2 separate regions of the Mus musculus genome follow, and region 1 is linked to region 2. A link is a contact called in public promoter capture Hi-C data. All regions are on one chromosome and are shown on one strand. The core of a region is the stretch at or near the end of the contact, and the rest is flanking DNA. Distances in the headings are between cores, read along the strand shown. Region 1 holds the start of Gm31188 (a long non-coding RNA gene). Region 2 holds the start of Uimc1 (ubiquitin interaction motif containing 1).

Region 1 (5,762 bases), core at 454-2,953, 220 kb after region 2:
CTTCTCCAGTTCCTTCTCCAGTCACACCACCTGTGGAGAGGCAGATGAGCCCATTTCCCAGGCATAGACAGTGAAGGCCAATTAGGAGATAAGACTGGTCTCAGATCTCCCAGCTGGTAACTGACAGGGTTGGAATTCAAGCTCCAGTGGGTTAAAAGGCTCCTCTTCCTGTCTAGAAAGACTGTTTCTGAATAACTTGATTCTGAAAGTATCGCAGAGCCACAGAAAGCTGGGGAGATAGTAGAGAGGTTCCCACAGCCTCTTTGCTGAGAGTTCTCTGGGGTACATCTCACAAACCCCATACTAAGTCACGGAAATACCATCAGTACGGTGTTTGCCTCTCATTCTGTCATGTAGAGATTCTGGAAACCATGACAACAATCAAGATCCTGACCTGGCCTATGCCACCTCCAGCCCTTTACCGGTAAGTCCAGCCCTGTAGCCTACAATCTACCCAGCACCTCCAGCTCTGCACACTGAGAATATTATTATGTAAACGCACTTGTAGAATGTGTTATTTCTTGGTATTGTTTTTTTTTCTCTCTCTCTCCACAAAGGCTTTATTTTAAAATAAACATTTATTGAGTGCCTACTGACTATGAGACACGTTAGTCCCTTTCAGGATTCTTCACATACACTCTCTCAGTTGCAAGTCACAGAAGCCAGCAACAGCTAAACAGGAAAGGTGTCAGACTGGCCTTGGTAAAAAGTCCAGAGGTGCAGCTGGCTCCAGGCCAGCCTGGACTGAGGGGCTTGTCAGGGCTGTTTTCATGTCCCCTGTCTTGGCATGCTGAGCCTCATGAGTGGTTTTCCTCAGAGGCTAGCTCTCACCACTTGGCAGCCACCAAAAGCTCTAGCCTCACAGCAGCTCGCTGTCAGGCCCAGGGGAAAGAGTGCCCCTTTTCTTGGCAAAGTCCTAGCCACCGTCCTGGCCCTTGCTGGCACAGTTTGGGGCTAGCCTGTCCCTGGATTCATTAGCATATGGGAAGCAGTGTACAGCATTCTGATTGGCCAAGCCTTGGTCATGAATCCTTCCTGTCAGTCCTGCCTAAATCATGGGAAGCTAAGAGATAACTGAGCACTAAAAAAATAATAATAATAATAAAATAAGATAAAATAAAATAAAATAAAATAAAATAAAATAAAATAAAATAAGAGAGTGCTGTGACCAGAGGTAATGGAAACAGGTTCTGAGCCTATGGTGTATGGACAATCCAGCCAGCCTGGTTTATTCTTGAAAAATGAATGGAGACAGTCAGACTCAGATAAGTGGGTGTTCCAGAGCATGGGTCCTCGCTAGCAGTTAGGGACATAAACCCCACTTGTGACTCTTGTGCTCTCCAGTCTTCCAAGCAGACCATGGCCCTTCCTACCATCTTCTAGAAGCACCCTACCACAGACAAGCACAGAGTAGCATCAAGCAAAGTTCAATGTCTAGTTTCTGCCTGTCTGACTGTGGCCTCTGGGTTCTCTGATACTCAGAAGAGGAACCTCTGGGTCTCCAGGGCTATGGACAGGATGGGTATGGGCTGTGCACTTGGGGGGGTTAGGGCTGTGTGACTGTGGACTGGGGGTGGGTTAGGGCTGTGGACTGGGGGTAGATAAGAACTATGGACTGGGGGTAGGTATGCGTAAGACTGAACTGAGCCCTCCCCATCCTCAACAGAGCTGTCTGTGTGCAGTTGCATCCCTAGGACCTGGCACCAGCTCTTTGCGTGGGCTGCCACGTGGCTCCACCAGAGCCAGGAAAGGAACAGCCATCGTCCAACTGTGAGAGATGGCAGATGGAATGAGTGACTCAGCCGGAGGCCAGATGTGGCCAGAGGAGGAGAGTAAACACAAGGGCCAGAGACCAAACCTGGGCAGGGATGGTGGGACAGGGCAGTAACAGACAGCCAGGGAGGCAAGGAGAGGGAGATAGATGGCCCTATCTGGTTCAATCAAGTGCAGAAAGGAGGACAGATGGTCATGTTGAAAAAACCAGCCACAGGAGGAGCAGGGCTCATTACCGGAGCAGGGCAAGGTTGTGCAGCGATGGCCCGGGTGGCCTGAAGCCTAGGGTACTCAGATAGGGTGATGTCCCACCTCCGTACTGCCTAAGGCAGTATGTGGGTCCAAAGCAGATGTGGGCAGGCCTCCTCATGCTCTGTCCCCAATTTGTTCACTGGGACCATAGCAGGGCAGGAGCAGCCCTTTGGGGACCTTCGCCATCATTCCTCTATGGACACTGATTTCATGGGGCTGGGCCTATGGAGGGCTTATTGTATAGTAGTATAACATGCTGAGCCTTCTGGGTGTGGTGGCACAGGCCTTTAACTCAGCAGTCAGGAGGCAGGAGCTGGCAGATTTCTGTGGATTTGAACCAGCCTTATCTACATCGCAAGTTCTAGGCTAGCCAGAGCTGCACAGTGAGACCTTGTCTCACAAACAAACAGAAGAAGTAAAAAACAAAACAAAACAAAATGAAACAAGACAAAAGTAAAGAGCATTTACACTTAGCCCTTTTGATATGAACACTTTAAATAGTTAGGGTGGAGAATTTTATGTTTGGGAAGTTTCTTTCCACATTTCTTGTTTGGTTTTGAGATAGGGTCTTGTTCTGACTGGCCCAGAACTTGCAATGTAGCCCAGGCTGGCCTGAGATTTTCAGTGAAATCCCCCAAACTCTGGCACTGTGGCTAGTTCAACACTTTAAAACTATTTTTTTTTTTTGCACTTCTTTATTTGCGTGGATTAGGCAATGAGTGAGAGGACCGAAGAGACAGCTGTGGGGTTGGTTCTTTCCTTCTACCACGTGAGTTCTGCGATCAGAACACAGGTCATGAGGTAAGGTCACAAGGGCCTTAGCCCACTGAGCCATCTTGCTGGCTCCCATAACCTTTTAGTGAGGAAAAGGAGTAATTAAACACTCTTTAGCTTGTGACAGCAGCCATAGGAAACAAATACAGCCAACTTGTGACTAAACAAACTTGAAAACATGGGACCCATGTTTGGCTATGTGCATGGAGGGGAAACCATCCAGGACCAGCTCTATGTGCAGACAGAATTCAACCTGAATGGCACAGACAACTCACTTCCTGCCATTGACATCCTGTGACAATTCCCAAGTTACCTCGGGAAAACTGGAATCTCAGAGAGGCAAGGTGACTTGTCCAGAGTCACAGGAGCAAACAGTGAGGCTGGGCACAAACTCTTAGTCATGCTGTGGCTTGGGGTGGATCTAACTGGTGCCTCACAGCCCTGGGCCCACGGGCATTCAGATGTCCAAACACCGCCTTTCAGCCAATTACAAAAGAGTCTAGAATCGCCTGCCTTCTCTCTGTTTGTAACCAGGCAATCTCTTCTAGTTAATCATAGATCAGCGAGTCTCATTCTGTCCTGATAACACCCACAAGTATATCTGAGATTGGCTGGAAAAGTACCGAAAACTGAGCTAGCTCACGTTCTCTGTGCAGAAGCCCCAGAGCGTAGCCAGAGATGGTGGGTGAGTTGCAAAGTAGTGCTGGGCCCTGCTGGGCTGGTGCCATAATTTCTTATCATTTTTAATTGGCACCAACATAACACCAGATTTCTCATCCAAATTAGAAGCCAGGACAGCACTGCACCCTGTGTGTCAGAGCAGGTTAGGCCCCGCTACAACTACACACACCTGAAAGTCTCAGACATGCCCCAGTGATTTCCACTCATTTCCTGCTTAGACCTCATAACAACTGCAAGGATCTCTGCTATGCAGTCTCTTAGGAGCATGGTCTCTTGGGATCCTGACTGCTCTGAGCTGCTCAGTCTCATAGGAGCATGGTCTCTTGGCTGCTGGAGTTCCACCAACTTACAGTGGCACCCTAGACATGTGGACGGATCAGTTGCTGTGTTAGAGAAGGTCAGGACGACTGGAGTGGGTGCACACTGCACATCTTAGACACAGATGGGACTGGTTTCTGCTCATGGGTTATCAGCTGATGGTGGGGCCCATCCACACCCTAAAACATGGATTAGTACAGACTTGGGTAACCCCTAGTCCATGACCTCTGGTACGGAGGCATCCTCACCCTCTGAACCTCCTCATATGGAGCAGAGTGAGCCTTCTCTGGGGTCAGCATGGATAAGTGCACTGTTCCAGGAGCCCTGATTCATATGGAGTTGGTGCCCAGTACCGTGGTACAGCTTACAACCCGAGAGGTCCACAGCCGCCCTCTGACCCTCAGTGGCCATGAGTGTTTTGGTTCCTTAGTGGATGGCCAGTGTTGTCACTGATGTCTCTGCAGCGTTTCAGTTCTCCTCAGGGTGACTAAGGGGATCCAAACTGAATCTGAACCCCTCATCCTCTCAAGCTTCCTAAAAGGACAAAGTCCAAACTTCTTGCGAGGCATTCAGAGAGTTTACAAAGGAACTCTAGCTTTTTTTTTTCTTCAGTAACATTCTCCTTCACCCACCCCAAACCCTGAAATTCTCAACCTGAGGTAAGCTCCCATTAGTAATTACCTCTTAGTGCTCCATGAGACCAGTCAAGAAATGTGGGCACAGAGCAGTCCGTGAGCACTGTCCAAGGTCCTGATAAACCCAGTATTGATGGAAGCCGTTAAACCTGGTTTAACGTTAAACCAGGGTTGGTTGACTTGAGTCCTTTTTTGGTTTAGACCCCATGACATCCCAAGAGAGAAAGCCATGTGTCTGTGGACACCCACCCGTGTGTCTGAATCCATACAACGTGTGCTCTCTCACCCTTGACCTCGGAGTCGGCCTAACAACTCCTTCCTGATTCTTCGAATGCCCTCTTCCCCTCAGAACTACTTTTGTGTTAAGACCCTTGACTGGGGCTTCTGCAGGACAGAGCTCTGATCCCCTGGGGCTATAGACCATGTCAACTCCTCTGTGTGGCTCACAGCAGTCTCCATGACTTTGTCCCTAAAAGGGGGACAGTTTGTGACTCTGGGCTGACATTACAGATGCTTCCCCCCCCAACCCCCCCCCCCCGCACCTTTCTTCAAGGTTGTCTTGGAGCCTCCCAGAAAGACTAAGGATGTAATTCCAGTTGCCAGCACAGCGTGGTTCCCTCTGCCCTCCTGGCAGACAGGCAGCTGCAGGACCAGGGCAGGTGACTGAGTCTCACAGGAGGTGAGGAGAGGACGATGCCCTGCCTGAATGAGCAGGGTCTCCACCCAGCCCAGCCTGCAGCTCCCATTGTGACCGCCCATCCTCCTCACAGTCTTCAGAGTGTCATCCCCTGCCAGACATAGACCACAACCCCAGGGTGGACAGGGCTCCATGGCTTCCTCTCAGCAGGCTGTCTGGGTTAGGGGCACTGGAGAGGGCAAGCAGGTGAAGAGCATAGGGTGCCAGCGGAGCTCACCTGCTGCCTATACCTGCCATACAGTCCTCCCACAGCTCTGCAGACTAAGACTAGACTGTCCCAACAGCCAGGTGGCATTGATACAGTTCCCCCATCCTCCACCCTCCATGAGCACAGAGATGGGTGGAGCAGCTGACACCTTCCATGTAGAGTGCTCATGCCACACTTGGCACATCTTGTGCAAATGACAAATATCTCCTGTGATTGTGGTCACAGTGCAACCACCCTGTTCAGGGAGGAAGCTAGCTGGCTCTTAGGGAGGTGTGCTACCACAAGGGGCTTGCAAAGAACTACCATAGTCCCTGGCAAGAAGATGGCAGGGTTTGGTCACCTGTAGCCTTCTCTGCCTCACATCTGGTTTGTTTTCTGCTCAGCTGTTCTAGTCTTCTTAGACACCTTTGGGGCTGCTTGTGTG
Region 2 (5,764 bases), core at 1,160-3,659:
CATGAGTGAGGGCACTCAAGGACCCAGAATGCACTCTGGGGTCTGTCTTTCTTGGGTCTTGAGGACAGGCTGATTACTCCGGGCTGTAGTTGGTGGTTGTCTGTTGTGATTGGTAGATTAGGCCCTGCATTGACAGGTATCTGCATCTAGTTTGCACACACAACTATGCATAAGTTAATAGAGGATTCTCGTGGAGAGTTCTGTAGATAGTTTGTTCTGCCTCACATCATCCAAAATGTGGGAAGCCACATGTGCCGTTGCTGAGTGGCACTGACTACTGATGGCCACCATGCATAAGATTGGACAAACAACCAATGTGTACATATGCAGTAAAGTTTTTTGCAAAAACACTGCCTGGCCCAGGCATGATAATGAGGTATGATAATGAGGTTCTGTAAGGTACTGAGAGTATAACCAATCAGATGTGAGACATGCAAATGAGGTATGATAATGAGGTTCTGTAAGGTACTGAGAGTATAACCAATCAGATGTGAGACATGCAAATGAGGTATGATAATGAGGTTCTGTAAGGTACTGAGAGTATAACCAATCAGATGTGAGACATGCAAATGAGGTATGATAATGAGGTTCTGTAAGGTACTGAGAGAGAGTAGCCAATCAGATGAGGAACATGCAAATAAGGCTTAGTGCATAACCAATCCGGGTGTGAGACACGCCCCTCCTAGGCCTATAAAAGCAGCACCAGTTCTGGGCTCGAGGTCTTTTCGCCTCTACAATCAAGCTCTCCCAATAAATGTGTGCAGAAGGCAGCATTGGTTCTTCGCAAGACAAAAACCAGTTCAGACCAGATCGGCCTTTCTGTTCTTCATATCTGAATAAATCGGTCACACACTTAAAATAGAGACTGCTCAGAGATGGGAGTGTGCACAGCCTGATGCTGGCTCGGGTGGAGGATTTGAGATTGCAGGGTGTGTTGGAGAGGAACCCGTGTCAAGTACATACAGATAAAGGAGCGGAGCTGCCAAGTGGAATGCAGCCCCGCTTGGCTTATTACTTGGGCAGCTCGGGCCAGAGTCAAAGTTGTGGCATGTGTCGTTAGTCCTGGTTTTTGACCCCTAGCTGAGGTCCTGTTTATTCCACTTTCTATTTGTCTCCTCCTCCCATTGCTTTATCATTACCACGATGTATCCATCTATCATCTGGTCCATTAACCTATGCTTTTAGGAGTACTGTTTCCCACAAACTATGAACTACTTTTTGTAAGCTTATGAAAAGCATATGAGAGTGTTCACATTTGTTGGCTTGCTATAATTTCAGTGAGACTACCCACCACCGTCACCACCACCATCCCCTTTTTGGGAGAGGTGGGGAAACGGACCTACCAATGCCTTCTGAGTTCTGAGATAAAAGTCCTGGCTTCAGTAAGATTTTTTTTTAAGATTTATTTTTATGTATATGAGTACACTGTAGCTGTCTTCAGAAGAGGGCATCAGATCTCATTACAGATGGTTACCATGTGGTTGCTGGGAACTGAACTCAGGATCTCTGGAAGAGCAGTCAGTACTCTTAACCACTGAGCCATCTCTCCAGCCCCTTCAGTAAGATTTTTTTGTTTGTTTGTTTTGTTTTGTTTTTTGTTTTTTTGTTTTTTTTTGAGACAGGGTTTCTCTGTATAGCCCTGGCTGTCCTGGAACTCACTTTGTAGACCAGGCTGGCCTCGAACTCAGAAATCTGCCTGCCTCTGCCTCCTGAGTGCTGAGATTAAAGGCGTGCGCCACCACGCCCAGCTTAGTAAGATTTTTTTAGGCGCTATCAAACCTTGAGTTTTATTTGTTAAATTTTATTGTAGGAATATTTCATATTTTATTCACCTTTGACATTTCTGCTGTTGCCTTTTTTTTTTTTTCCTCCTCAAGGAAATGGACTTTCTGGAGCATATATTTCAAGGAAATATATGTTGTAGAAATTTCAGTATTATTATTATTATTTTAGTTTTTTTTTTTTTTTTTACTTTTTATTGGTTCTTTGTGGATTTCACATCATGCACTCCATCCCACTCATCTCCCCCTACAATCATACCCGCCCTCCACTCTTGTAATCTCTCCTTAGCAGAGAGCAAGATTCAGTATTTTTGTGTTTTAGGATGCTTAAATTCCGCTAAGACGATCAGACATTAATTAACATTATACCATCTGAGAGTTTCTAACTAGTCATGTGAACATTTAATTTGAACGTAATTTTGGATTCATGCAAATAAATTAACCAGAGGAAGCTTGATGCAGCAGAGCTTATTTCGAAGGGTGTCTAGGGACCCTATTGGCTTTCTTTGGTTTCCCCTAAACCCCTCTCTTAACAGCACTCAGGGACCCAGGAACTGTGTGAGCATACAGCGGCCCACAGGGCTCCGCGCCTGCGCGCCCCGCCCCTCGCCCCGCCCCTCCCCGCCCCTGCCGCCTCGCGCCGCCGCGCGGGCTCTCCTCTTTCTAAAGAGTTGCGGCCGCTCGCGACCCCCAGCGTTCAGGAGGCGCTGGGCGGCGCTGCCAGATCCGCGGTGAGTACGCGTCGCCTCTGCACTCCGCGGCCGTCGGGGCCGCCTGCTTCTCGCTGTCTGCCGGGCGGCTGCCGCTGCTCCCGAGGCGCGCCTCGCAGCGACTAGGCCTCTCGGCCGGGCGGAAGCCGATGCCGGCCGGGTCGCTCTCGCAGCTGCCGGGCAGCCCGGGCGCTCGCGCCCCCCGGGGTTCCCCTCCCTCTGCGGGCGGCGGTCGTCGTCCGGAGCGCCCTCTCTTGCTATCCGAGCTTCCTGGTAGCCTGGTCGCCCGCCCGGCTAACGGACCGTCCGAGGACCGCCTAGGCCCGCTGCCTGCCCCACGTTACTTTGCTTGTCTTGTGGTAGTTGGCTTCATTAGTTCTTCGGCCGCCCGAGACACCGCTACCACCCGGGTCTCTCTGTGTAGCTCTGGTTGGCTTTGAACTCACAGGGTACCCAAGATGGCTTCTATAGAACTCGCCAACCTCCTGCCTCAGTCTCCCGAGAAATATTTTCCCCTGGAAATCTATCATTTACCACTTAACGTAGCCAGTCGAGCCTAGTGCGTTTCTCTCGTGGCTGATGACAGGCGGTGTGTCAGAAACCTGTGAGACCAGAGCGTTGGTCCTCTCAGAGATGGAGTTGGGTGTGAATCTGGACCACTTCGCTCCAGGCTTCTTGCATGTAGTCATCATATGATGTACGGGCAACGCTGCGGAAAAAGTGAGCCCAATGGTTAGGGTGTTGTTGGGTTTGTAGCACAGTCAAAGAAAGTCTACTTGTGGAGCCAGACGCATGAGTGTCATTTCCCGGCATAGCCACTTGCCAACTCCTTTTTTACTAAAGTTCCTAATGTGTTAGGGCGCGTTAGGGTTCTTGAGAGAAACAACCTCAGTATTGGGTGTGAGAAACCTACAAGTTTGTCTATTGATTCAGGCAGTGATAACTTATTGCTCCGGGTGCGTTTGAAATCTTTTATTTTTGCACACTTGTGGGCACACTGGGTGTGAACACACACACGGGCACACACACACACCACCCTCCACCACTACACCGATGTTAGTGGGAATCTTCTTAAATGTCTCTCCATCTTAATTGGGGCAGGGTCTCTTGGAGTTGGTTGGTATGTCTGGCTGGCTTCCTCGGGGATCCCCCTACTCACTATCCACCTGCTGGAATTTACCCACTGAATAATCTCCCCTGAATTCTGTTGCTATATGTGTATGTATGTGTGTGTGTAAGAGAGAGAGAGAGAGAGAGAGAGAGAGAGAGAGAGAGAGAGAGAGAGAGAGATTTTATAGGTATGCATTTACTTTACTCAGTTACAGAAACAAATCACTTTTAATTGTAATCAATTGATAAAGGAGTTTATTCTATCAAGCTTTCTCACTTCTTCTTTTGTGCTGGAGATCAACTCCAAGAGCCTTGTGCATTTATAAGTTTTATTTTATGTTTTTGAGACAAAGTCTCACTATATAGTTCTGCCTGGCCTGAAAATTGCTATGTAGACCATGCTGGCTCAAACTTACAGGGATCCTCCTGCTTCTGCCTCCCAAGTGGTGGAATTCAAGGCTCTATTATTGTTATTATTATTATTATTATTATTATTACTACTACTACTACTACTACTACTATTATTACTGGTTTTTCGAGACAGGGTTTCTCTGTGTAGCCCTGGCTGTCCTGGAACTCACTCTGTAGACTAGGCTGGCCTCAAACTCAGAAATCCGCCTGCCTCTGCCTCCCAAGTGCTGGGATTAAAGGCATGTGTCACCACTGTCCAGCTGGCTATGTTTTTTTAATAAAATAAAGATAAATTTTATTTTAAATTTTAAAATAAAAAATAATTTAAAAAATTGTTAGAACCTGCACTCCTGTGTACATGTATACACAGACACACTTAAAAATATTAAAAAGCTGGGCAGTGGTGGCGCACACCTTTGGGAGGCAGAGGCAGGTGGATTTCTGAGTTCGAGGCCAGCTGGTCTACAAAGTGAGTTCCAGGACAGCCTGGGCTATACAGAGAAACCCTGTCTCGAAAAACAAAACAAAACAAAAAAAATGGGCTGGAGAGATTGCTCAGCAGTTAAGAGCATTGACTAATCTTCTGGAGGTCCTGAGTTCAAATCCCAGCAACCACAGGGTAGCTCACAACCATCCGCAGTGAGATCTGGCGCCCTCTTCTGGTGTGTCTGAAGACAGCTACAGTGTACTTACATACAATAAATAAATTTTAAAAATTAATAATAATAAAAAATAAAGTTAAAGAAGATGTCAACTATAAGTATCATAAATTACAGATTTTAGAAAAATTACTTGTATTGAAGATATAGCTGCTATTGGCATACTGTTTTTTAGTAATACAACAGGAATAGGAAATGTGTAAGTTAGAAGCCACTTCATATAGGGTATTTTCCTAGGGGTATTTTTCCTAGGGTCCTAATTAACTTCTCCAGGTTTCTCCTATGCTAATTCCTACTTTGATGTCATATGCTCGTCTAGCTTTAAAGGTTACTTCTTTGTTTTTGATGTTGTGGTGGTGCTGAATCAAACCTAGAACCTTGCACATGCAGGGTGGCTAGCTACTGAGCTCCATCTCTAGCCCTTCACCGTGTTTTATTACCCCTACCCCATATCTGCCTTCAGGTCATATCCTCCTGTGTCTTGTCCTTCTGTAGCTTACTTACTTATTTATTCATGTAGCTGCTAAGGATGGAAACCAAAGCCTTGTACATGATAATAACATGCTCTACTACTGAGCTATACCCCAGTCGTTTTAATAAAACATTTAATAATTTAAATATCTACTTTATGCTACTGATTCATTCAGTAAATATTTCTGTGCGTATACCATGTGTTAAGTAGAGATTCTTGTTAGAGGTGCTATAAAGGTAATGGAGTCAGGCATGGTTGTGCATACCTTTAATCACCACTCTTGGAAGGCAGAGGCAGGCTCTGTGAGTTCAAGGCCAGTGGGTTCTACATAGTGAGTTCTAGGCCAGCTAGAGCTGTGCAGAGATATTGGAGTTAGGTTTTTGGATTAGCAGGTAAAAATGGCAGTGTTTTACTTGTTTGGTTAGTAACTTTCCTGAACTTGTTTCCTCATAAAAACGACATGCTTTTCAGATTTCTTAGAATGACTTGGAATAGTCACTGATGAAACACATATTACTGCTTAAAATTGTTTTTAAGGTATCATTACATATAGTAAAAGGAACCATTTTTTTTACTATTTTATTAATTTTTATTTATTTATTATTAGATATTTTCTTTATA

Evidence for each region. Promoter capture Hi-C pulls out the DNA fragments that hold promoters and counts their contacts.
Region 1: a promoter capture Hi-C map of hippocampal neurons shows a contact between it and region 2, with 2.2 times the contacts expected there. The contact joins the enhancer-like site here to the promoter of Uimc1 in region 2. A contact is called at or near these places in 2 of 39 promoter capture datasets (cranial neural crest and hippocampal neurons), 1 of 484 Hi-C or Micro-C datasets (forebrain), 1 of 115 datasets of contacts at active chromatin or transcription factors (embryonic stem cells) and 2 of 9 other capture datasets (adipose tissue and embryonic stem cells).

What each region holds. Positions count from the first base shown.
Region 1 is chr13:54,875,537-54,881,298 of GRCm38.p6, reverse strand. It overlaps Gm31188 (a long non-coding RNA gene), which reads right to left and starts at 5,164. Exons shown (of 3, transcript XR_382463.3): 1 at 4,976-5,164; 2 at 4,480-4,582; 3 at 2,701-2,878. Within about 2 kb of position 1,703, at least 22 of the 459 cell types and tissues checked have an H3K27ac peak or open chromatin away from gene starts, as enhancers often do. A contact at or near this core is called in forebrain and hippocampal neurons, where this site is marked.
Region 2 is chr13:55,096,945-55,102,708 of GRCm38.p6, reverse strand. Uimc1 (ubiquitin interaction motif containing 1) reads left to right here and starts at 2,409. Exons shown (of 15, transcript NM_011307.3): 1 at 2,409-2,512.